2 separate regions of the Anas platyrhynchos genome follow, and region 1 is linked to region 2. Evidence: chromatin contacts called from public Hi-C data. All regions are on one chromosome and are shown on one strand. The core of a region is the stretch at or near the end of the contact, and the rest is flanking DNA. Distances in the headings are between cores, read along the strand shown. Region 1 has its middle 23 kb from the start of RBIS. Region 2 has its middle 16 kb from the start of CA2.

Region 1 (5,450 bases), core at 2,529-5,028, 120 kb before region 2:
GTCTTTGGCATTGTTAAGACATTCATTCAATTATACTTCTAACTATTTATATAGAGTTATGCAAATAAGTTTTAGAAGACATTATTCATGGTAATTCTGATGTAGGGATGCTATTTTTGCATTAGGCTGACATAGCACAGTTTTACGTCTGGGCTGAAAGCTGGTGACATTTGAAAAGACAAGAAATTCTCAATTGACTGAAATCCATTGGGAACAGCTTCCCAGATTATCCTTCTGCTGTGACTGACAGGTCAGACCTAGTCCTAGCACTGAGCACACTGAGCATACTGGGTTGCATCCCCGGTCACTAACTCAACAGTCAACTTGTAGTACTGAGTCTACCAGACCACTAGCTGTGTGCTCCCAGGGAGCCAAGTCTCAAGTGTGGGTTCTATGCTATTGTAACATGATTTTAGAGCAGACAATGCTAAAATATGTCATGGCCCCTGACCCCCCCCCTTTTCTCCCCCAACTGCAGGTTTCTTTGATCAACTAGTTACCCTCTGACACACTTGGATCCTTTATACGAAGAACAATGCAATGCTCAATGACCAAAAAAACATATAGGGCATTTGCTGAAAAGAGTGTCTGTCAAAAGTTGTATACAGCTGGATGACTGGCCACCCATAAACTTATTCTCAGAATTAAATAAATTGTAGTAGATCCTTGGGGTCAACTCTGCTGTTTTTGGCACAGGAGGGAAGCAGTGCGCTCCGCCGTTTATAGCCTTTGCAAGTCATGCTCATAATGTCTTTCACATTACACAGGCAGAGTTTAACAACAGCTGATATTTTTCTTTATATTGAAGTAAAAACCTGGGAAGTATGCTGTCTTTCCTTCTGAAGAACAGGGGCCTGAAGATGAAGCAGACAACTGTTTGCTGCCATACACCTACTTGTTCTGTCCCTGCAGAGATTTCCCTCCCCATTGTGTTAACAAACAGGTCTTTGCTGGCCTTCCAGATATGAACTAGGACCTAAAAGAATTCAAAGAACCAATTGTGGGAAAATAAATAAATAAATATATATATATATAATAAAAAGTCTTCCAGGTCTTTGATTTTAAAATAATTTTACTGAAGTAGAACATGGGATATGAATAAAGTAATGTAATAGAAATAGATATATAATACATTTTTAATAGACTTAATAGAGAGGAAAGCCAGGATCCAGATTCTTGTAAACTTTTAGCTAAGTATGAAGCAGACCACTAGAGATGAACCTTGCCTTCAGTTGTTAAAAGTTGCAAACAATTGAGGAACCTATGGCAAGTTGCAGCATTTGTATAAGTGCCAAAAGAATGCTGCTCTAGAGCAGTTTGTTTCTTTTATGATGTATTAAATAGTATAAAAAAGCATTGTGACAATCATCCCACAAAAATCTGGTAGAATTTTATTTCATACAACTCTCTGCATTAAGATCATCTGCTTGTTTTTCATATTCTTTCCACTGTTTGTACAGATCTAACCTAACAGAGTTTTGGTCTATGACTCAATTTCTTAGATACTGTCAAGTCTATACTTTTTATTCATGAGGTTCTTCCTTTATGAAAAGATGGCCTTTTCTGGATGTCTGCAATTTTGGTGAGACAGGTGATAACACTGCAGTGCATAAATAAAACGTTTCTAAATTAGTATTGTGTTTCCAATTTCCATCAGCCTCACCATCATTCATGCAGAGTAAAAGGTTTCACTGTGGTGAACCATTTCCATATGTGATCTTTGTTGACTTCATTTGTGCAGCAGAGTTTGGAGACAGTAGACTTCTCTGAAAGGAGTGTGCCTGACTCTCTTAGGAAAAAGAAGATTCTCTGCTTCCACATAACAGAATTGACATGCTGCAGAGACAATTACTGTGTCAATTCTATTTTATCAAATTTCACCCACATGCTTGTGTAGATACATTTGAATAATTCAGAAACGATCCTGACATTTCCGTTTTTCAAATGTAAATCATATGGGTCACATGGAACAAAAAGATGAAATGCGCTTTTTGTGAAGATCTGATTTAGATTTTTTACTGTGTCTCTGATTTGAAAATATTTTGAATAAAGCATCACGCCAACATTTTGCTTTTTATTTTTCTCTTGTTTACAATTGCATAAACAGACTGAAATGTGTTCTCAATTAAATTAAAAACAAAACAAAACAACTTTGGCCTTTTTGAGGAAAACAAGGCACTACAGTATCCTTGCTGATCAAAACATTTTTATTTTTTTTCAGAGAGCCTGGTTTTTGATTTCTGTTTTCCTTTTGTCCTATTCAAACTCCAGCTTCTTATGTATTTTTGATTTCATGAGTAAAACATTTACCTGGAAATCACTAATGGTATAAGCATACAAACTTATGTTTCAAAATTGTTTTAAAATTCCCATTGTTATACCAAAAAAAAAAAAGACCCAGGTATGGATAATCAAAAGAATGCTGTGTCCCCAGGTCTGCAGAATCCAAGAAATTGCTGAAGATGTTTGAAATAGTATTTCTGTTACCTGTTTGATTGCAAATATAACCAAGAACAATTTCTTACTGGTATTGTGACATCAAACTAACTGTACAAGAGTTGTAGTACCACGCTATTCAACAACAGATTCTATATTGAAGTCTGTTAAAAATGTTTGCACAGACTAGCCAAAGAACTTCTAGCCTGATGCCCCCAAAAATGATTTCAACATTTCAAAATAGTTTAGCTCATCTTCAAAACTAGTCCATAGAAACTTGATCTGACAAACCACAGAAGCAAAACCCAGAACAAAACGTTTCCTGAATATGTGCTGCAGCAAACTTATTTGAATTAGTTTTGAACTGACTGAAACATAGTAATGGCTGTGTATGGCAAAATCAAAGTAAAACTGTTAATAATTTTTGAGTTGCTGTAACATGGTGTGTGGTATTTTCAGCAAGTATGCTCAGCAAACTCTTGAAATGGTCTCATCTGTATGCACTGCCTGATGGTATTAATGTAATTACTGTTCCTAAATATAGTTTCTAAAATGTTTAGAAAGAATACTGAACGATATATGTTCTCTCTGTATATACACTTATCTATATATACTTTATATAATATATACATGTTACATGTGTATCGACACAGAAACCCTATAGGAAGAGTTCTATGACTCTAGAACAGAGCAGCTTCTGTTGAGTGTTATGGCGTTGAGCTGAAACTGGATCGCATCAGCCTCTTGAAATCTACATTTAAGTAGATTTCTAGATTTCTGCCTAGAGAGGCTTCGGTGTTGCTTGTGGAGAGTATCAGGACAGCTACATTCAACAAGCAAGTATGTAAGAATGAAAAATGCACAGTGTTGATGCTATGCTACCTCCACAGAAGCTGTGTCTCCTGAACACTGGGGATGTCCAGCACTCTCATGTACCGGCAAACAGTGCCAATGTTAAAAACAAAACAAAACAAAACAAAACAAAACAAAACAAAACAAAACAAAACAAAACAAAACAAAAACAAACAAACAAACAAACAAACAAAAATAAACACTCAGTTTTGACATGTGCTCTGGAAATAGACGGATGATTAATTGAGGAAACAGGTATTGGGTTTGAAAATACCAATATAGACTAAATTATATTCAATAGTGTAAAATGTTGAGCTGAATGTGAACATCTGAGTGGGGAGCCCTGAAGGAGAAGAAAAACGCTGAAGACGGGAGGAGCATGACCACCAAAAATACTCTTCAGGGAAAGATCTGCTTTGCAGATTGCTCTTGCCGATAGGTGTCACTGTGAATAAAGCGTTGGCCTGGCTGCCAGGTGTCCGTGGGCACTGCAGCCCCAGTAGCGCCCTGCGGCCTCCAGGCATGGCCTGCGGGCAGGAGGGGAGTGTCAGTACCTTGCGGAGTTTGGGGCTTATTTCCGTTCGCAAAAGGGAAAAAGATTATATAAAAACTAAACGATGACTTTCAGATGTAACCAAAAGCACCATGTAGATTTAAAGGATCATATTTGGGTGAAACTGTACTTAAATGCTCACTTGTTCCTCATAAGCATTTACCACTGCATAGTGCCACATATGCCTCACGCTGTACTCCAGAAACAGCCACTATATGATCAAGTTTTTGTGTGTTTCCTTCTAGCTGGATTTTATTTTCCCAGGCATCAAAATAAGTGTATTTATATAATTTATCTGGACAGGTCAACACTACCAAGCCAGCTCTGTAGGCCCACCATGACTTGACTTGGTTGGGCAGTGGCAACCAAAGCAGCTGGGCAGAATGTGGGCAGAAGGTGACACTGCGGCCGCGGCTCTAGGGGCAAGCTCCGTGCAAGGACAAACACATGCAGGAAATACAAATGAGCGCAGATGATTATCCCTGCACAGATTTTGTTTGCAATTGTACCAATGACAGTTCATTTAGAAAATCTGGCCAGCTATTTAAAAAAAGCTTCTGGTTCAGTTTTCTGATTCAGGTAAACTGTGGTGCTACCTTCAGCTGTGGCACAGCTCCCACCTCATTCTCTGAAATTCCAGAAAGCACGTGCCAACCTGTCTCCCCCATTTATGAGACATGTAAGCACCACTTTTAGAGCCCTGGGCATGCTTCTTAGTTCCTATAAGTAAACCTCAAATGAGGATTAGCTGGAAATAGATCTGTATGGTTACGGAAAGATGGAAGCTGTAGGCATGGACAGGACAATAAACAATTGTTCCTTTCTGGGGTGTTATTATCATTATTATTTATTGGATAACTGGCATTTTCACCACTGATCTGTGTTTCATTTTCGGTGGCAGTGTGTGGAGGGTATATACAACTTACATAGCCCCATCTCTGCATTACTGCAATCAGGAAGTAATCTAGTAATCTAGCCCTGCAACATGACCACCTAATAGCAGAGTGGGAACACCCAAGATATCGGAGCTGAACAGCACTCGAGAATACCCACTGCATGTGTGTGATATTGCTTAAATAATGTAGAGGCCTCAAGATTGTGCTTCATTTTTCCCTAGTGACTAGTGAGGGTGTGTTGCATCATGACAGTGTGTTTGGAGATGTTTGTTTGTAGTTTATGACAAAGTAATTCCCTGTATGTTGTGGAGTTGCTTGCACTAAGCTCCTGCTAAAACTCGTTGAAAATTAAGAAAGATCAAAGATTAAACACAAGAATTTTCTCATGTATTCTGCATATGGTAATTGATGCAAGAAGAAAATGTGACTGTCTGAACTTCTTTGTATCAAAATAAAGAAAGATCCACATATTTTTATGGAAAGTATTTATTGCTGCTTATTTGTGTTTTACATGGTGTTGCTTGTACAGATGCACTAGGCTTCTTTTCTCTTAGGGCTTAAGGCTATCTCCAGCCTCTTTGGAGTCAGTAGTCATCCCAGTCTGGGCACCGGGTCAACTATTTAACATGCAGATCTTTGAGTGCTGAGATGTGCTTCACTCCTAGTACTTAGCACTCTTTCGTTGGTAGGCACTGTACAAACATTAGCTAATG
Region 2 (5,502 bases), core at 185-2,684:
GTACACTCTGTTATTTAGCCACTGTCAGCTTCTTTTTAGGCACCATAGCAAAGCAGAAGCTTGTAAAGCAATCAACGACAACTCTGCAGGTATTTCCAGGGAACTCCTTACAAATGTAGGACTAAATATAGGAGACAAGAGTGAGACATTTATGTGTGAAAGTGATGCAGACCAGTACCATAACCTCATGGTATGCTAGAGCTGGTGCTAAATAATGAATGAGGTGCAACAAGAAGCACAGCAAACAGTTGTAAATATGCAGACCAGTTGCTTATAGCTCATGAAACTGAAAAAAGTAGATAAAAGTAGTGATGTAGTGGAAACGACTAAAGTTAATAAAAAAAAAATCAGTAGAAGAATCTTTGCCTGTTCACTGTCATAGGATGAGTGCAGCATGCCTCACGGCAACTCTTTCATCATATACAAAATAACTGTCTTAAGAGTCTTTGGGCCATTTTTATTCATGAAATTTCATCTCTTATATAAATGCCATTAGTCTTTGTCAGTGATTATAATAGATGGCCTGAAAGGACTAGAAAATAATTGCATCTCAAATTCAGCTATATGGTGTTTGTTGTTGTTGTTTTTTGTTTGTTTGTTTGTTTGTTTTTGATAAATGATGCATAGCAATTTATCCTCACGAATTGTCATCTACTTATAAACATACATAATTGTCAGCCCTTGAACCACACACATGTATTTTCATCTGTGGCTTTGGAAGAAATTATTTACCAGAACACAAGCTCCACAATGAGGTGCTGAACCCTGCATTTGCCTACTGTGGCTTTGTTTCTTGTAGTGAAAGTGTTTCTTCCACTGATGCCTTACTGATGTAACACATTGAAGATTAGGAGTGCATGTCTCAGGACTGTTAATTTTCAGCACTGACATGAGCATCTACTATACTGCAATATGGAATTATAGGATTTATATATGAACATATCCTCCTGAGGAGTGGTTTTGAAAAAGAGTCAGTTTAATAAATGCAGATGCTTCATAGGGCAAAGCAGCCCTATCTCTGGCTTAAAATGATGGTCTGCCCCACATGAGGCTATGACAGTATTGAACAAGTCTTCTTATTCTTGATGACGTTCGTTGCAATTTTTTTCTACCTGCTTATGCAGAAATATTTCTACTTATTTATGTTTGAATTTCAGAAATAAAGTTGTTGGTGCTCCTAACAGAGGTATCTCTGAGAGGCAGAATTTGCTACGGATCCAACCCAAAGCGAAGCGATAAATGACGGGCAGCTGGGAATCCCATCCTTCCCACAGAAAGAGATGATATTATAGGGGTTTTCCTGTCACACCCCACTTCCAGAGCCCTGTGAGGAGCCCCGCTCGGGCTCCAGGCCGCGGTTGTTCCCCGGCGGGAGGGCAGAGCCGAGCTCCGCCCGCCAGGGGGCAGCAGCAGCCCAAGGGCCGCCGCCACCTGGGTCCCTGCCCGGCATGGCCGCGCTGAGGGGAGCCTGGGAGGCCGGGGGGGGGGCTGGTCCCGGCGCCTCCTGGGCCCAGCGTCATGGTGAATTGTTTGGTTAGCCTGCCTCACCCGCGGCAGCGCTCCCGACAGTCCGAAAGCAGCACCAGTTTCCCGTTATCGTAGTCTATGTTGGTTTTGTGTGGACAAATAAAGGCAGGGATCAGCAGATTGAGGTGCGAGTGTGCTTCCCATCTTGCACGTCTGTCAGTTTTCGTTGCGTGTCATGGGTTGCCTGATGCCGAGCTGTGCGATTTCATCGCAGTGGCAGCGGTGAACAAGCAGGATGTCTAAATCCTGGCCTGTGCTGAGGTACGGGCTTTGCCGTCTGCCACTGGTTTGGAAAGCAAAGTGATCTCCGGCCACGCTGAACTCAGCATCCATGGCATGGCCAAGCAGGCGGACTCAGAAATGCGGGGCATGAGGAGATGTAAATTCAGTTCTGAGCTGAAAGCAGGGAGCAGATTAGTGGGGATTTGAACTTGATAATGTGTACTGGCTGTTGCAATGTGTTTATGTTTGATATAATCTTTCATCTCCCCTCTATATGCAAGTTGGATTTAATTGCACAAGTGTAGTCCTTTCCCTTCACCTTACAGAGAAACTTCTCAACATCACAGAAATTTTGTCATTGATACAGCTCCATACAAACACAAGACCCACCATAATAGAAAACCAACAGAAACTACTTTTATATGCACATTTGCAGTACAGTAATAATGCAGCCAGCACACAGGCTAACGTTCTGCCTTCCAAATACACCATGGTTTCAAGCTCCATTTCTGGGGGGCCTTTTTGGGTGAGCACTATCACGCATTTCCCTGTGAAGAGCTCTTCACATGCTTGCTCATAATCTGTATGCATTGTGTTATGCATACTGCATCCAAGTAATTACATTTCCATGATGATATAAACCTTTTCAGAGGCAGGGGTAAGACTCACTGTTGTTAGATGCAACATGGAAAGCCTTAGTCAGTAGAACAGCTATCGAGTCCTTTCCAGTAAAGTTCAAAGGGCCAAAAAGTTTCAATAGTTCTGAAAATCATTCTGTAAGTCTTGCAGGGTGAGGCTTCCAGAAGTGGATATCTGGCACATCTGGCATGAAGTTCTGCTATGTTTCTGCTAAAAAACAAGAGGCAATTTTATCTGTCAAATTTATCCGAGTCCTTTTGTCTTTAGGTGTCTAAAGAGGGAAAAATGTATCAAGATGAATCCCAAAAGGATGAAGGAACTATTTTTATCTATACTAGATAGGTCATATTTTCTATAACCTCAGGAATAATTCTGACTCATCTACTTTTCATAATATAGATTAATTTAAACTTGATCTAAATTGAGGAATGTCCCTAGTAAAGAAGTAGGAAGAGTTTCACTCCACTTCTTCATTGGAAGACTCTGGCCTCAGTAGCAGTGTGATCAGAGAAGCTGTCCTCATGTTACCTTTGCACAGCATGTGGAGAAAATGTTCAAATGTTCTTTCATTCTGCAAGGTCTCAGGCAGGGAGAAAGTAAGCCAAAGAGAGTTAGATTGCAGCCTGGGGCTGTTCAAGACACTATTGTTGTTTTGTTTTTGTTTTTCTATTATCAGGGGTAAATGCTAACATGCTGTAAAACTTAAGAGTTGGAGCTCAATACACTTTTTCTAATGTTGCATTTAATGACTATTTTTACAGAGCATGATTTCTTGTGGATAATTTCTTAATCTACACAATGTCTCCCCTAACTCTCCTTAATCTGTGACTTTCTGCCTCACTGTGCTTATTATCCCTGCTTTTACTTTCCTTGTCCGTGAGACCTGATGGAGTCTGTAGACCAATAGTTCTCAAGAGCGCACCCAGATACTGATAGTAGCACTTGTTAAAGGCCAAGAACAGAGATAAGCAATGTAAGAGGTGTCACCACAAGTCTCTAAGTGACTGAATGCAAACATATTTGTATTGTCAATGGACATCCAATGCGTTATTTTATCTGTATGTTACTTAGGACTAAGCGTCTTTCCATTCTTAAGGCAAAAGGTCTTTTTTTAAATTTATTTTGTATCTGCATATAACTTTTTTTTTTCTTTTTTTGTCTACTATAATCAATTTGTGTTACTTTCTCTTACAGACTTTGTATATATTTTTTCCTTAAAATTTCATGAAATTCCTATCTGTAAGTATTGATATTTATTTCTTTGTAAACTTAAAGCTATTCAGGAAAGCAAAAGATATTAAGCAAATAAATATAGCAAGAGCAGCCAGGGAAATAACGCAAGCAGATCAGGACATACAAGAAATTTCAAAAGTGAAACAATTAACCCTAAGTTCATGAGACTGATGTTCAACAGAGAAAACAAAAGGCTTGCAGGCGGCCTGCCTAATAGCAGTTATATAACAGCCTGCCTGCAGAGCTCTTTCTTTTTTAACCCCAGTAAAATGGTTAGCACACCTTGTATAGCGCAGTAGGGGCTTGTGCTCGTGAGCTCATTGTTTTGTTGTTTGTACATCCCTTCCCCAGATTCCTGGAATTTCTGGTTACCCAGCAACCCCAAAGGCGTCCAAATCCTGTGCTGATAATGTCTGCATGATCTAGCATGATCTTAGGCCTGAAAAGCCACGATGCTTGGACCTGCAAAAAAAGAACAGAGAGTGAAGCCTGCAGACGTTAATACCCAAATTGCATGAGAGTGGGTCTCAAGGAGCAGAAAAATTGGTCACAGGGCACATGATCCTTGTAAGAAACAGGCATTTGACTGATGCCCTAAGCCTAGACCTGTAGACACCCAGCTGTGCCTGCTATTTCAAGATCATGGCATGGTGATGCCTGGAGCATCTCCTAATCTAATCCTCCAAGGCTGCTCTTTCTATCTGTCTACTGGAAGTCTAGTATACTTACTATGTCACTTTCAGGTTGGGAATCTTCTTGATTTGAGAGGTCAAGAATTAATATTAATGATGGAAGTCTTTGATGAAAGTGAAGGTTAACCACCACTGCAGTATGGCTATACAATTTTCAGAAAACAGAAGAGCAGGAGGGAAAGGAATAACCAGTTTGTACAAGGCCTGGAGGACACAGAAATGTGAACATGGACAGCTCAGCCTAAGCCTTGTTAGTCCTCACTGTTTCATTTAACCTGAAAAATGTTAGAGGTAAAAGGGCAGGTTTCACTTCTAACTCAGATAGTCTTATAGGATGTTTTTGCCAATTCAGATCTTATTCTGTAAGATAAGTCTGCTAACTCAGGCTATTATCACTGTAGACATATAGAGACTCTGAAAGCTTAGGTGTGAGGATGGAGTACACCTGTCACCTAACAGGAAAAGTGCTTGTAATTAGACAAGTTGTTTATCTGAAGAGTTTAGATGTCCTGCCACCAGACTGAAAAGCTTCACAAGCACTGTGGAAAGTGTAAGGGAGATATGAGGGAGCAATCCATATTTAGTTCTAGCAGACTTCACTGGAAAACAGCCTGGAAGATCAAAAGCCATGCTAACATTTGAAAAATAAGGCATGAACTGATATTATCACAAGTTCATCAAACCATGGTGCAGAACAGAGCAAGATGAACTGCTGAAAATATACAGAAAAAACAAAGACAAAAGGACTGGATGATTTGGATGAATTAGGCACAGGAGGAGAGGAAAAGTGGAAGAGGAAAGAGAGAGAGTCTTGAGGGAGAGAGGTAACAATGAAACGGAGAAGTTGGAAAAAGGGAAATCATTACTTGGATGGCTATGTCTGCTCCAAAAATGGTCCTTCTAGATTCTAGAATGAGGACAAAATGCATCAGGAGTTCAGAAAGATTGATTCAGCGTAGGACCAGGAAAAAGACTGTGATGCTTTAAAATAAATTTGGATATCTGGTGGATATCTGGGGGTGGGGGTGTACGGACACAACAACATTTACTGGAGTAACTATCATTTATAAATAGAAAGGGGGGAAGGGAGGGGGAGGAAACAACATTTACTGGAGTAACTATCATTTATAAATAGAAGAAATTTGGATTGAAGGACAATATTCATGGCAAACATGAAATGCTGCCAGTA

The links. Hi-C and Micro-C count contacts between places; a contact is called where the count stands out from the background.
Region 1: a contact with region 2 is called in a Hi-C map of skeletal muscle, with 1.8 times the contacts expected there. The contact joins two enhancer-like sites. A contact is called at or near these places in 4 of 8 Hi-C or Micro-C datasets (F1 follicle, liver and skeletal muscle).

The regions. Positions count from the first base shown.
Region 1 is chr2:28,071,474-28,076,923 of IASCAAS_PekinDuck_T2T, reverse strand. No RefSeq gene overlaps it. Among named protein-coding and RNA genes, the nearest start is that of RBIS, 23 kb to the left of the region's middle. Within about 2 kb of position 3,778, at least 1 of the 8 cell types and tissues checked has an H3K27ac peak or open chromatin away from gene starts, as enhancers often do.
Region 2 is chr2:27,950,438-27,955,939 of IASCAAS_PekinDuck_T2T, reverse strand. No RefSeq gene overlaps it. Among named protein-coding and RNA genes, the nearest start is that of CA2, 16 kb to the right of the region's middle. Within about 2 kb of position 1,434, at least 1 of the 8 cell types and tissues checked has an H3K27ac peak or open chromatin away from gene starts, as enhancers often do.